2 separate regions of the Rattus norvegicus genome follow, and region 1 is linked to region 2. A link is a contact called in public Hi-C data. All regions are on one chromosome and are shown on one strand. Each heading gives the region's core, a stretch centred on a gene start, on an enhancer-like site or on the middle of the called end of the contact. The rest is flanking DNA. Distances are from core to core; before and after follow the strand shown.

Region 1 (5,686 bases), core at 404-2,903, 290 kb after region 2:
ACAAAAACAAAACAATAAAAAAAGTGGAGGCAGGACTAAAATAGAAGTTTCAAATCCAGTTCACTGTAGAACAGACAAGAGGTGAAGACTTTCTGAACTCAGGACCAAGATAGGAATAAACGATAAGAAAGACCTGTGGCACAATCAAGGGATGAGGAGGATCGTTTGGATGGAATATTCTTAATTCTCACCTAAACTCCCCCCTCCACTCCCCAAAGTGAGATCCAAAATAAACGCTTGTTTGCGGGTAACTTGTGGGGAACAAAATAAGGGATAGAAATAGCAGGGGGAAGAAAAAAATGGAGAAACCATACCAAGGTGCCATTCATATCAACTTAGCCACTGCAGGCCAGCATCTCTTTGAGGCCTTCTGAGGTACCCCATACCGTTGTTTTATGGTATTTTCCCAGTGTCAACTCACCAGACATGGGAGCTGAGCATGAGCGAGTCACAAACAGGCCTCTGGCTCACTAGATGACCAAGCCAGCGTCAGAGAAATCCAGAGACAAGAATGGAGGGGTACCTGATGTAAACACACAGTGCCTTTTAATACAAGTGAACTAAACCAGAAATTGTCTGCTTAGAACTAGTCCGTCAACAGTAGCTGGAGTAGGAGGTGAGACCAGAGAGTCACAGTAGAGGCTAGTATTGTGGGAAAGAAAAGAAGCAGTTCCTGGTGATGACATTTACCAACTCATGAGCAATTTGGAGGCGCTGATCTCTACTCAAGTCCATGTTGGGAATTCAAAGTCCCTCGTGGGATGCCAGGAGAGCCACTGTTCTGACCTCTTCTGCCCTCTACCTTATTTTATTTTGTCAAGGCATCTCCCACTGCACTGCCTTTACGTGTTTATATCTTTTATTCTTTCTGAAGCCTAGAATGTTTTTTCCTTAGAAACCTCTGGGCTCAATCCCTCATGTCCTCCAGATCTCCACTTAAATGTCAACGAAAGTCCTTCTCTTATTATATGATCTAACAGAGAAGCCCACCATAATTCTCTCTTTCCTGCTTCATTCTCCACTTGACATATATTTATTTGTAATTTGACTCCTCCCTAACCTCCAACAGAATATCGGGAGCGCACGCCTATCAAGAAAAGAAAAGAAAGCCACCGAGTTGGTTTCATGCAATATTCACACTGTTCTGGTAAGAACGAGATGCATAGGCAATCGCACATTATAAAATATGAATTGTATAATCTCAGTGATTCTGCATGCAATTAAAATGCTCATGCTTTGCATTGTGAACTGGCATTGTATAATCTAGAAATGAGTGGTTCAATTCCTGCTAATGGCTTAAAATTGAATTTAATGATTTCATTTTTCTTTATTAAATAGCAAATAAAAACCTGTGACAAGTTGGAAGTCTGGGAAAGAAAGGAAAACGCTTCGTGTTTAACTTCCTCTGAGAGCACTTCCCTTGCAGTTTTTATCGTGCACAGGCCCTACACAATATGTGGCCTCTTTTGCCGGCAAAGGAGGCAAATTAATCCCAGACACGGGTCCCATCTAATGATAGACAAGATGTTATCATTTTATTTGGAATGCAGCTGGGTTGGGGGTGGGGGACACAAACACAGGAGAGACTTGTAGAATCTGCCAGGAGACCCTGGCTGAATTCAGATGTAGTAATACTGCCATCCTGTGTCCAAAATGGCTCACAGCACTTAACTCCAGGTGGAGCCTAGCAGGCAAGAGGTGGCCTGCAGTTTGCACAGAACCTTCCTGACCACTGCCACCATGCTAGTTAACTGATGGAATTATTATTTGGTGGAGTTTAAACAAAGGCAGATACATAATGAGAACAGTGGTTTCATCTATCGTCCGTATACACCATTTTCGAGCCGGGAGGGAGGGAGGGAGGGAGGGAGGGAGGGAGGGAGGGAGGGAGGGAGGGAGGGAGGGAGGGAGGGAGGGGAAGAGTATGTGTGCACATGCGCACACCTTTCTGTTTCCCTCCACGTGTTCTCCTTCAACCCCACTTACCTCCTGTTTGAAGTTTGTTCTTCTGTTGGTCCTAGAACTCTAGTTCTTATGAATGCAGACACATCCAGCTCTTGTGTGAAAGGCCTGGTCCTAGAGAGAGTTGGCCCTGAGAAGCACTACAAGGGCAGATGGGGTGCAGGAGAGCCAAGGATGCTGGAGATTTATGGCCACAGACATGGATTAAGGACAAACCACGTAAACGCTCTTAACTGTGGGACTAAGAGGCTAGTACCAGGTTAATTCTGTTATTGCTCATTTAAAACGGGAACAATTACTCAATCCTCCCTAATCAGAGATAGTAAGGAAAACGTCCATCCTGTATTAGAGTAAGTTACAAACCATAGGGACAGCAGAGTGCTTTGATAGGGGATAAAGAGGAGTCAGAGAATGAAGACAAAAGAGGGTGGATGGCTCTACACTATAAACGTGAGGGAAGCAGACATTTCTGAAATTTAATCTCTTGATGTTTTGGTCATGGCTCTGACAGCCTTGTCCCTGGGGATAAACAAAGGATACTGACTGCCACCAGGGAAGACCCTTTCCTTCACCATTGAAAAACACACTTTAAAAACATGGGAGTGGGGAGGAGAGAGGGGGTTGCTGGAGAGACAACTCAGAACTTAGCACTTCCAGAGGACCAGGTTTGATTCCCAGCACTCACACGGTGGTTTATAACCATCTGTAATTCTGGTCCCTGGGTATCCGATGTGCTTCTCTGGCCGCCGTGGGCACCAGTCACACAAAGTGGTACATAGACATAAATGCAGTCAAAACGTTCATACACATAAAATTTAAAAATCAAATAATTAAAATATATATGTGGAAATGATAGTCATTCGATGATGAAAACTGGTTAGATTTTTTTGTAAATTAACCTCTGTATACATGTATTAAAGGAATATATGTAAATTATAAGGAATCTGGAAAAATTTAAATCGTAAGATTGCCAGTAATATACATATATATGTGTGTCTATATTTGAAATTTATTAGACTTTTTTGGGGGTGGGGGGATTTTTGAGACAGGCTTTCTCCAAGCCCTGGCTCTCCTGGACTCACTTGCTTTGTAGACCAGGCTGCCACCAACTCACAGTCTCTGCCTTTGCTTCCCCAGTGCTGGGTCAAAGGCATGAACCACATCCAGCGCTAGACATTTTTTGTTTTTCAATAGAATTTTTAAAATTTTAAAGTGTTTTACTTATTCACTTTATATCCCTCTCACTTTTCCTCTCCCACAGTACTCACTCTCTCCTCTGAGAGTGAGGTATCTCCCTGGGTGTCTCCCCACCCTGGCACTTCAAGTCTCTGCAAGGCCTGGCATTTCCTCTCTCACTGAAACCGGACAAGACAGCCCAGCTAGGAGAATATATGTCACAGACAGGCAACAGTTTTGGGGATAGCCCCCGTTCCAGATGTTCAGGGCCCACAGAAAAATCAAGCTGCACATGTGTTATAAATGTGGGGGGAGGCCCACGTCCAGCTCTTGTGTGCTCTTTGGTCAGTGGTTCAGCCTCTGAGAGCCCCAAGAGTCCAGGTTAGTTAATTCTGTTGGTCGTTTTGTGGAGTTCCTATCCTCTCAGGGGCTGCAATCCTTCCTCCAATCCTGCAGTCCCCAAACTGCATCCACTGTTTGGCTATGGGTGTCTGTATCTGTTTGGGTCAGCTGGTAGGTAGAGGCTGTCAGAGTGCAGTCATGCTAAACTCCTCTGCAAGCATAACAGAGCATTATTAACGTGTCAAGGATTGATGTTTGCCCATTTGAAGCGTCTCAAGTTGGGCAGGTTAGCTATTCCCTCACTCTCTGCTCTATCCCCAATCCCTGCGTTTCTTGTAGACAGGATAAGTTTGGGTCAGAAGTTTTGGGGTAGGATGGTGTTTCTATTGTTCCAGCAGGTTTCTTGCCTGGCCACAGGAGGTAGCTCTCCCAGGCCCCATATTCCCAATGCCATGAGTCACAGCTAAGGACACCTCCATGGCTTCTTGGGCGTCTCCCCTATTCCAGGTCTCTATCTCTTCCTGGAGATGCCCCCCATCAGTTGCAGATTTCCATTCATTCTCATGGCCATCCTGCCATTTCCCTCACCTGTCCCTCCCCACACCTGACCTCTAAGCCCCCACCCATCCCTGATCCCCTCTCACCTCCCTCTTTCTGCCTTCCATTCCAGTCCCCCTTCACCTCATTCAGGACGATACTCTCAAGTTCCAACCATTTGCCTGCAAAATTCATGACATCTTTGTTTTTCATTGCTGAATAGTATTCCACGTTTTCCTTATCCATTCTCCAGTGGAGGATGTCCCAGTTTCCAGTTTCCAGTAGGCTGTTTCCAGTTTCTGGCTATTATGAATAAAGCTGCTATGAACATAGTTGAGTATGTGTCCTTGTGGGATGGTGGAGCATTTTTTGGGCTATGCCCAGGAATGGTGTAGGTGGGTCATAAGGTAGAAGTATTCCCAGTTTTCTGAGAAACTGCCAAGTTGATTTCCAACGTAGTTGTACAAGTTTGCACTCCCACCAGCAATGGAGGAACGTTCCCCTTGCTCCACATCCTCACCAGCATAGGCTGTCACTTGAGTTTTGACCTTAGTCATCTTAGGCTTTCTTTTTTTAAGTATGCCTTTCTATGTAGCCAAGACTGAACTCACGTTCATGGTGATCCTCCTGCCTCAGCTTCTCAAGTGCTAGAAAGCAAGTGTGAACTACTATACTCAGCAAGCAACAGATTTTTAAACATTTTTATGACACTTATTCTGTGGGGGTGGAGTTTCATGCATCCCACAGTGTCCTGTCAGGACAATTTGTAGAAACAAATTGCCCTCTCCTTCCACCATGTCAGGTCAGCAGGCTTGATGGCAAGTGCTTTTACCTGCTGAACTATCCTGCCAGCTCACAGTGCTCCGGTTTCATTTTTATTTTATTTCATTTTATGTGTGCAGGTATTGGCCTTCATATATGTCTGTACATCACGTGCCTGTCCAATGCCCATAAAGTCCAGAAGAGAGCCACCATGCAGGTTCTGGAATCAAACCAGATTCCCTGGCAGCACAGAGGGTTAAGAACTGAGCCATCTCACCTCTCTAGCCCCTTCCCATTGCTTTTTTTGTTTTGTTTTGTTTTTCTGGGTTTCACAGTTAGAATTATGTTATGCTCTAATCCATTTAACTCATTCTCCATTGTGGGCTTATTAGTTTTCTCTCCTGATAAATAATCTCGTGGTAAGTGTAATTATGTATAACTTTCCATGGTTTCAGGTTTTTCTCAGAATCCATTCCTCAAAGTAGCATAGCTGGGTCAACAGGTATAAATCTTGGGAATGCTAACTGTTCTGTGGAAGCGAGAGCATTTGGTATCCCACAACAGAGTATAAAGTGACTCATTTCCCTACACTCATGGCCACATTGAATTAAAAGGAAAGATCTGATTTGCCACGTTGTCTCAGAATCATTAATTTAGCTTGCATTCCCTTGGTGAGGCTGAATACTTCCAATGTTATTGGACATCCTGAGAACTATCTACTGTAATTTAACTGTTTAAAAACTGTATCCCTCTGTATTTTCTTTTAAAAAGATTTATTTTTACTATCGGTTTCAAATTATGTACATGTATGTACATGGGTCCTGGGGATCAAACTTAGGTCCTCTGTAAGACAGCACAATGCTCTTCAGTACTGAACCATGGTTTCAGCCATGCCTACCTCACTTCT
Region 2 (5,718 bases), core at 736-3,235:
CCGCTACCACACATATGCCTCAGAGCAGCCAATCTTCTCTACTTTGCAGGCTTCCGCCCTATCTCCCACTTGCACTTTTCTCATGTGACCTCCTCCAGTGTCAACATCACCTGGAGTGACCCATCTCCCCCAGCAGACAGACTCATTCTGAACTACAGCCCCAGGGATGAAGAGGAGGAGATGATGGAGGTTCTCTTGGATGCCACCAAGAGGCACGCCGTCCTAATGGGTCTACAGCCAGCCACTGAATATATAGTGAATCTCGTAGCTGTCCATGGGACAGTAACCTCTGAACCCATAGTGGGTTCTATCACTACAGGTGAGGCTGGAGAGGTTGAAGAGGGTTCTCACTTCAGCCTTTGAAAAGCCAATGCAATCTAAAAAAGGAAGCATTCAATAAACAGCAGACTGAGTCTGTGGCTAATAGACTTCTGTGAGTTACTTTGAAGCAGGTACTTCTTCCAGCCCTGCATAAGAGACATAGGATGAGAAACTCCCATTTGAAAAGTAGGAAAGGCCCAATGCTCTGCAGGCTCAAGTCTTGGATGTATTGGTCCTAGATTTACCAATCTAGGAAAATGCCCTGGAAAAAGCTTGTCTCTGAGGGAATCCTTCTAAGTAAAAAGGTGATGTTTCTATTCTAGAGAGCCATCTCTTGACTGCCTAATAAATGATTCTTCCTCAGAATTAACAGAGAGCTAGCATGTAACCATGTAGTAACCTGACATTCAGAGACAGGAGCTGATTTGCACTGTTTGGAAGACTTAGAACTCCTAGATGAGTTGGGTCATTTCCATTTGGTCATTTGCAAATGCAATGCCAAAATGACATATTTGTACATAAAAACACGTATGATTAGATAGTTCCCTCCATACTGACAAGAACTCACAAATTGGAAAAGTATGTTAGTCTGCTAGTGCAACCCCACAGTTTAAGTGCACCATAAATATGCACCATAAATAAAATATAACTTAGGAAAGTATATTTGTTTAGGATTTGTGCTCTAAACTCTCTCTACAGTTAATAGGCAATTTTTCCAAACTGAGCCAAAAGTAGATGATAAAAACTAAGAGAGAGTAGCAGAGTTGACTTTTTCCAGGAGAAGTTTCCCTTCGAGAAGATAATTATGTGATTCTCTATTTGAAATAAAACACATGAACTTAACAGGAAATTTCTAGTTGGTCTACATAAGTAGTAGTTGCTGCACAGAAACACAGATCTTGCCAGTTTAGCTTCCTGTTGTTAGGACATTCATGACTGGCTTTAGCTATAGCTACAATGTTACAAGTGTGACATCACACTGTCATTTAGGGATGCCCAGTTAGTTGTGTAGGGTTATGCCTGCCTGAGGGATATTAGTGGATCAACACAAATCTAGGAATAGATATTCCATTTTCAAACTGTGCTTCTGTCTTTTCCCCACAACTCCCTGATCTTTGTAGGAATTGATCCTCCCAAAAACATCACAATTAGCAACGTGACTAAGGACTCCCTGACAGTTTCCTGGAGCCCTCCTGTTGCGCCTTTTGATTACTACCGAGTATCCTATCGACCCACCCAAGGTAATGATATGATCTTGTTTCTCAAACATAAATAAGGCTCGAAGTTGGTTAGAGATGATTATGGGGGCACAACCACAACCACATGGCATAGGCCCCCTCTGTAGCATAATCCCTCAAAATGAGAGTGTATTGATGAAGAAAAACCGAGAAACCATGAGCTCACCAACTCCTCTCAAAATAGGCTTGATTATCCCACCAAGAGAGCCAAACACTTTTACCACTGGAAATAACTGGACACCATTAGCTAGGCTACACAATGAAAAACAATGAATTCTAAACGACTTTATCAAGAGCCAGCACTACATGTACTATACAGAGCATAAAGTCTAAGACTAGAATCCAGGGTAAGGATAAAGACCTAGCAGAGCCAGATGGAGCCCTGGAGGGAACCGCAATGATGTGATCCTAATTCTACTATTGTCGCCAATGTATGAGTCAGAGAAACTGGCAGAGAGCTTGCCTGTATACTGCCAGTTCTTGCTGGTATATGAGGCATTGTTAACAAAGTGGAGGGAATGTTCACTTCCAGCCAGAGGTAGGACAGTTTCCAGGCTACCTTTCTCTGGGCTGCATAGGATACTTTTTGCAGCTCTGCTCACTCTGATATACTATACCCTGTCACTATACTGATATGCCCACCTCAGAGAAGACCAGTCTGATAGAAATCTACATAATAAATGGCTCATTTACTTTTGTTCCAAGAAGCCCATAAAATGAAAGAGTGAGGCCAGCATATAAGATCTATGTAAACCCCATAATTACCATCTTATGAATCATTTATCTGCCTTCCCTTCCCCATTGCATGCTGAGCCCACATCCATCTGTGCCTCATGACCCACTGTCCCAATGTACACGGAGCCATGGACCCGCTGATGAGAGAACTGTTGAACTTTTAATGATGGATTTTGTTCTTCCTCAGTGGGACGGCTGGACAGCTCTGTCGTGCCCAACACTGTGACAGAGTTCACAATCACCAGGCTCTATCCAGCTACTGAATATGAAATAAGCCTCAACAGTGTACGCGGCAGGGAGGAGAGTGAACGCATCTGCACCCTGGTGCACACAGGTAAACACACATGGCTCTTTTGTTGGGTGTCCAGTCAGGACATAAGCAGCGGGCTTGAAACAAACACCGGAAGCAGAGTGAAATCATTCCAGCTCATACAGCAGATACTGGCTCCAGGGCCTGAGACGACATTCCTTGGCTCCTCTGACTCACTGTCCTTCAGGACAAGTTGTGGTTTCTCTCCCTACAGACTGTTCTGTCTAATAATAGGAGCTTGGTGAGTCAGACTTGAGGAGAAGTCTTGCTGGTTCAGGTTAGGAATGTTCACGGAACTTCTACTATGAAGAATGCCCTTTCCAAGATGCATGATGGAGATAGATTCCACAGCAAACATTTGAACCATTGGATCTCTTTAAGATTGGGTGGGGGGAGAGAAACATCAGAGAAAAGTTGTTATTCCAGTTTCAGGAAACTAGGGGTAGGGTGAGATTATTCGTCATACATAACCATCCCATAGGTGTGTTGTCTTTGCTCCAAGGAAAAGACTCTAAGTTCTTCACCTGTATGAAGGCAGTAGAGGTGAGGGTGGCCCTTCTTAGCATCCCCAGAGGCTGTCAGGAACACTATATAATCCTTGTTCTCCTGTAGGCTGACTAAATGTCCTTTGTGTCCTCAAAAGGAGCTCCAGAGGAAGGGAGGTGGGGAAGAAAGATGAACTTTAATATGGGAAGTAGGAAAGAGAAATTCTTCTACCATGCCTTCTTCAGAAAAGGAGCTCTGGATAAACCCAAGGATAGGTCTCTCTTTCAGTAACTCCACTAGCCTTCCTTCTCTGGTCCTTAAGCAAGTACAGCACATAGAATTAGCAAAGATTTGCTCTAGATTCTGGTGGAAGGCACAGCCATCAGTTTCTATCGTTAACAGTGAGAACCTTCTAGTTAAACCATAGTTTCCACTACACATAGGAAAACATTTAGCCTGCCTCATTAAGAGAACACCTGGATTTCCCATCGCTGCTTAATTTCCCAAGAGATGGTGTTTTCTGAAGGAGGGAAATGTGCCTAAGAAATCCTCCTGCCTTGTAGGTCCCCTCACAAGAGCCAAAACAGCATCTTTTAACACAGTGGCAAAAACATTTTTCAGAAACATAAAAATGTACCTTTCTCAGGACAGCAGTCTCCCTCCTTCTGGATCTGCAACTGTATGTTAGATGCACTAGCTATGTTTTGCCAGTGATCATTAAAGTGGGCTTGATAAATGTTGACCAGAAGAAATGACCATTGAGCCAAGAAAGGCCTTTCCTGCCCTCCTGAAAGTTCTGCCTTATTTTCTCATTGAAAATCATAAAATGGACTTCAAGAGCACAATTTACCCCAGATAAGAGTGCTGTGACTCTGGCCAAAAGCTAACTCCTGAGCAGCAAACATCTCAAAAGCACAAACTCAGCAGCCACCAAGCGACACTGCCTTTCTGGTTAGCCAGACTGGTTCTGGGAATTTCCAGTAACTGTGCCACACTCAGAAGTGTCCTCATTAGTTGTTTAAAGCCATCACAATGATCTTAAAACTTGTAGAAATGACAACTCCTTCAAGAGATGGTACACATCTCAGAAATCACCCAACCTTATACTCTAGTAAGAGCTGAATTTAAAGACGTTTTTGAAAGTACAAATTATAAATAAAATCCAAAACATTAAATTGTAAAGGTTTTTATTTCTTATTCTTACTCTGGGAAAAGGAACAAAAGCAAAAAGAGAAGAGAAAAGAAAAGAAAAGCAGCAAATACAGCTCATTTAATCCAAGAACAGAGGTAGACCAATAGTAGGTCTTGGTTCCCAAGCATAAATTGTATGACTCACATTGAGTGAACATTTCAACTGTTTCTATTGCATCTGTTTCATAAATAAATTCCAACTTTATGAAAAGAAAACATGTAAGTAAATCCAAGAGTTACATGGGTGAGCAGAGTTATAATGTATTCATGAGCAAACTTTCTTCCCCTGACAGGCAATCTTGGCTACCCTAAGTTTGTACAACCCCTCTGGCTTTCTATGTAACCAAAAGGATGCCCAGAACACATTCCAGAGTGAAGCTTGCGGGTGGTGATGTAAGAAGTGGATACAACAACCCTGTGACCAAGTTACTGGCACAGGTCCACCATACTTCCTGAAGTTCACAGACAGAGATCTTTCCACAAAGTCACTCTTGCATGTGTGAAAGAACAAATGGGCTGAAAAGCAGGATTATCTCAGGAACTAATGAATCATAAAAATTTCCATAGCATCTTTATGCCATATAGATTGAAATGTCTAAAGCACAACAGAGTATTTTGAATATTCGACTTCCCATCGAACCCGTCAAAGAATTCTGCACACAACAATTTAATGAATCAATGTAAAAGAAGGACTTAGGGCAATTGGAAGAGAAGTGGATAAGGTAGAAAAAAGGGGAGAAAAGAAAGGTATTAATGGAGGCAGACAGGTAGAAAAGGAATCCATCTCCACTACATTATTTTATCCAGCACAGTGACAGATGTACATAACATAGGAAAATTCTGATGGTTTATGGCACTTGCACCTTGCAGTTCCTCTTTCTTTAGCCTGATATTCTCCTGTTCTTTTCCAGCCATGGATAGCCCCATGGATCTAATTGCTACCAACATCACGCCAACAGAAGCCCTGCTCCAGTGGAAGGCACCCATGGGTGAAGTGGAAAATTATGTCATTGTCCTCACCCACTTTGCCAGTGAGTGTCTGCAGGTTGGGGTGGTGAGGACTGGAGCTACAAGCCAGTATGGAAGTGAAGAACTGATTTTTTTTTCCCTGTCTGAAGGTCAAATCAGAAATTACCTTAGGTTGGGGAAATTTTGTAGCCCCCCAAGCCCTATAAAATTCTAAAGATTTCCCCCAACTCCTGTAAACAGTTGATGAGGAGAATCACAAATTCTCAGTCTGAGAAGTTCAAGGTAGACAAGCAACCAAGAACAAAAGCAAAATCAGAGCTAACACTAAGGACAAAACTCAGAACTGAGCTAGGATTTTCACCAAAGTGCTACAGGCAAGACAGAAATTTTCTAGGTGTTTACAGATCAAGAAAAATATTAAGCAATGTTTCTGTTGTGCTGGTCTTCCCTACCCACACCCAGCCCAAA

What was found. Hi-C and Micro-C count contacts between places; a contact is called where the count stands out from the background.
Region 1: a contact with region 2 is called in a Hi-C map of mammary epithelial cells, with 2.8 times the contacts expected there. The contact joins two enhancer-like sites. A contact is called at or near these places in 3 of 12 Hi-C or Micro-C datasets (the A7r5 cell line, the Rat2 cell line and mammary epithelial cells).

The regions. Positions count from the first base shown.
Region 1 is chr13:74,950,033-74,955,718 of GRCr8, forward strand. No RefSeq gene overlaps it. Among named protein-coding and RNA genes, the nearest start is that of Mrps14, 9.7 kb to the right of the region's middle. Within about 2 kb of position 1,654, at least 4 of the 93 cell types and tissues checked have an H3K27ac peak or open chromatin away from gene starts, as enhancers often do.
Region 2 is chr13:74,662,021-74,667,738 of GRCr8, forward strand. It overlaps Tnr (tenascin R), which reads left to right. Exons shown (of 21, transcript NM_013045.2): 10 at 50-319; 11 at 1,443-1,562; 12 at 2,482-2,628; 13 at 5,193-5,312. Among named protein-coding and RNA genes, the nearest start is that of Tnr, 40 kb to the left of the region's middle. Within about 2 kb of position 1,986, at least 25 of the 93 cell types and tissues checked have an H3K27ac peak or open chromatin away from gene starts, as enhancers often do.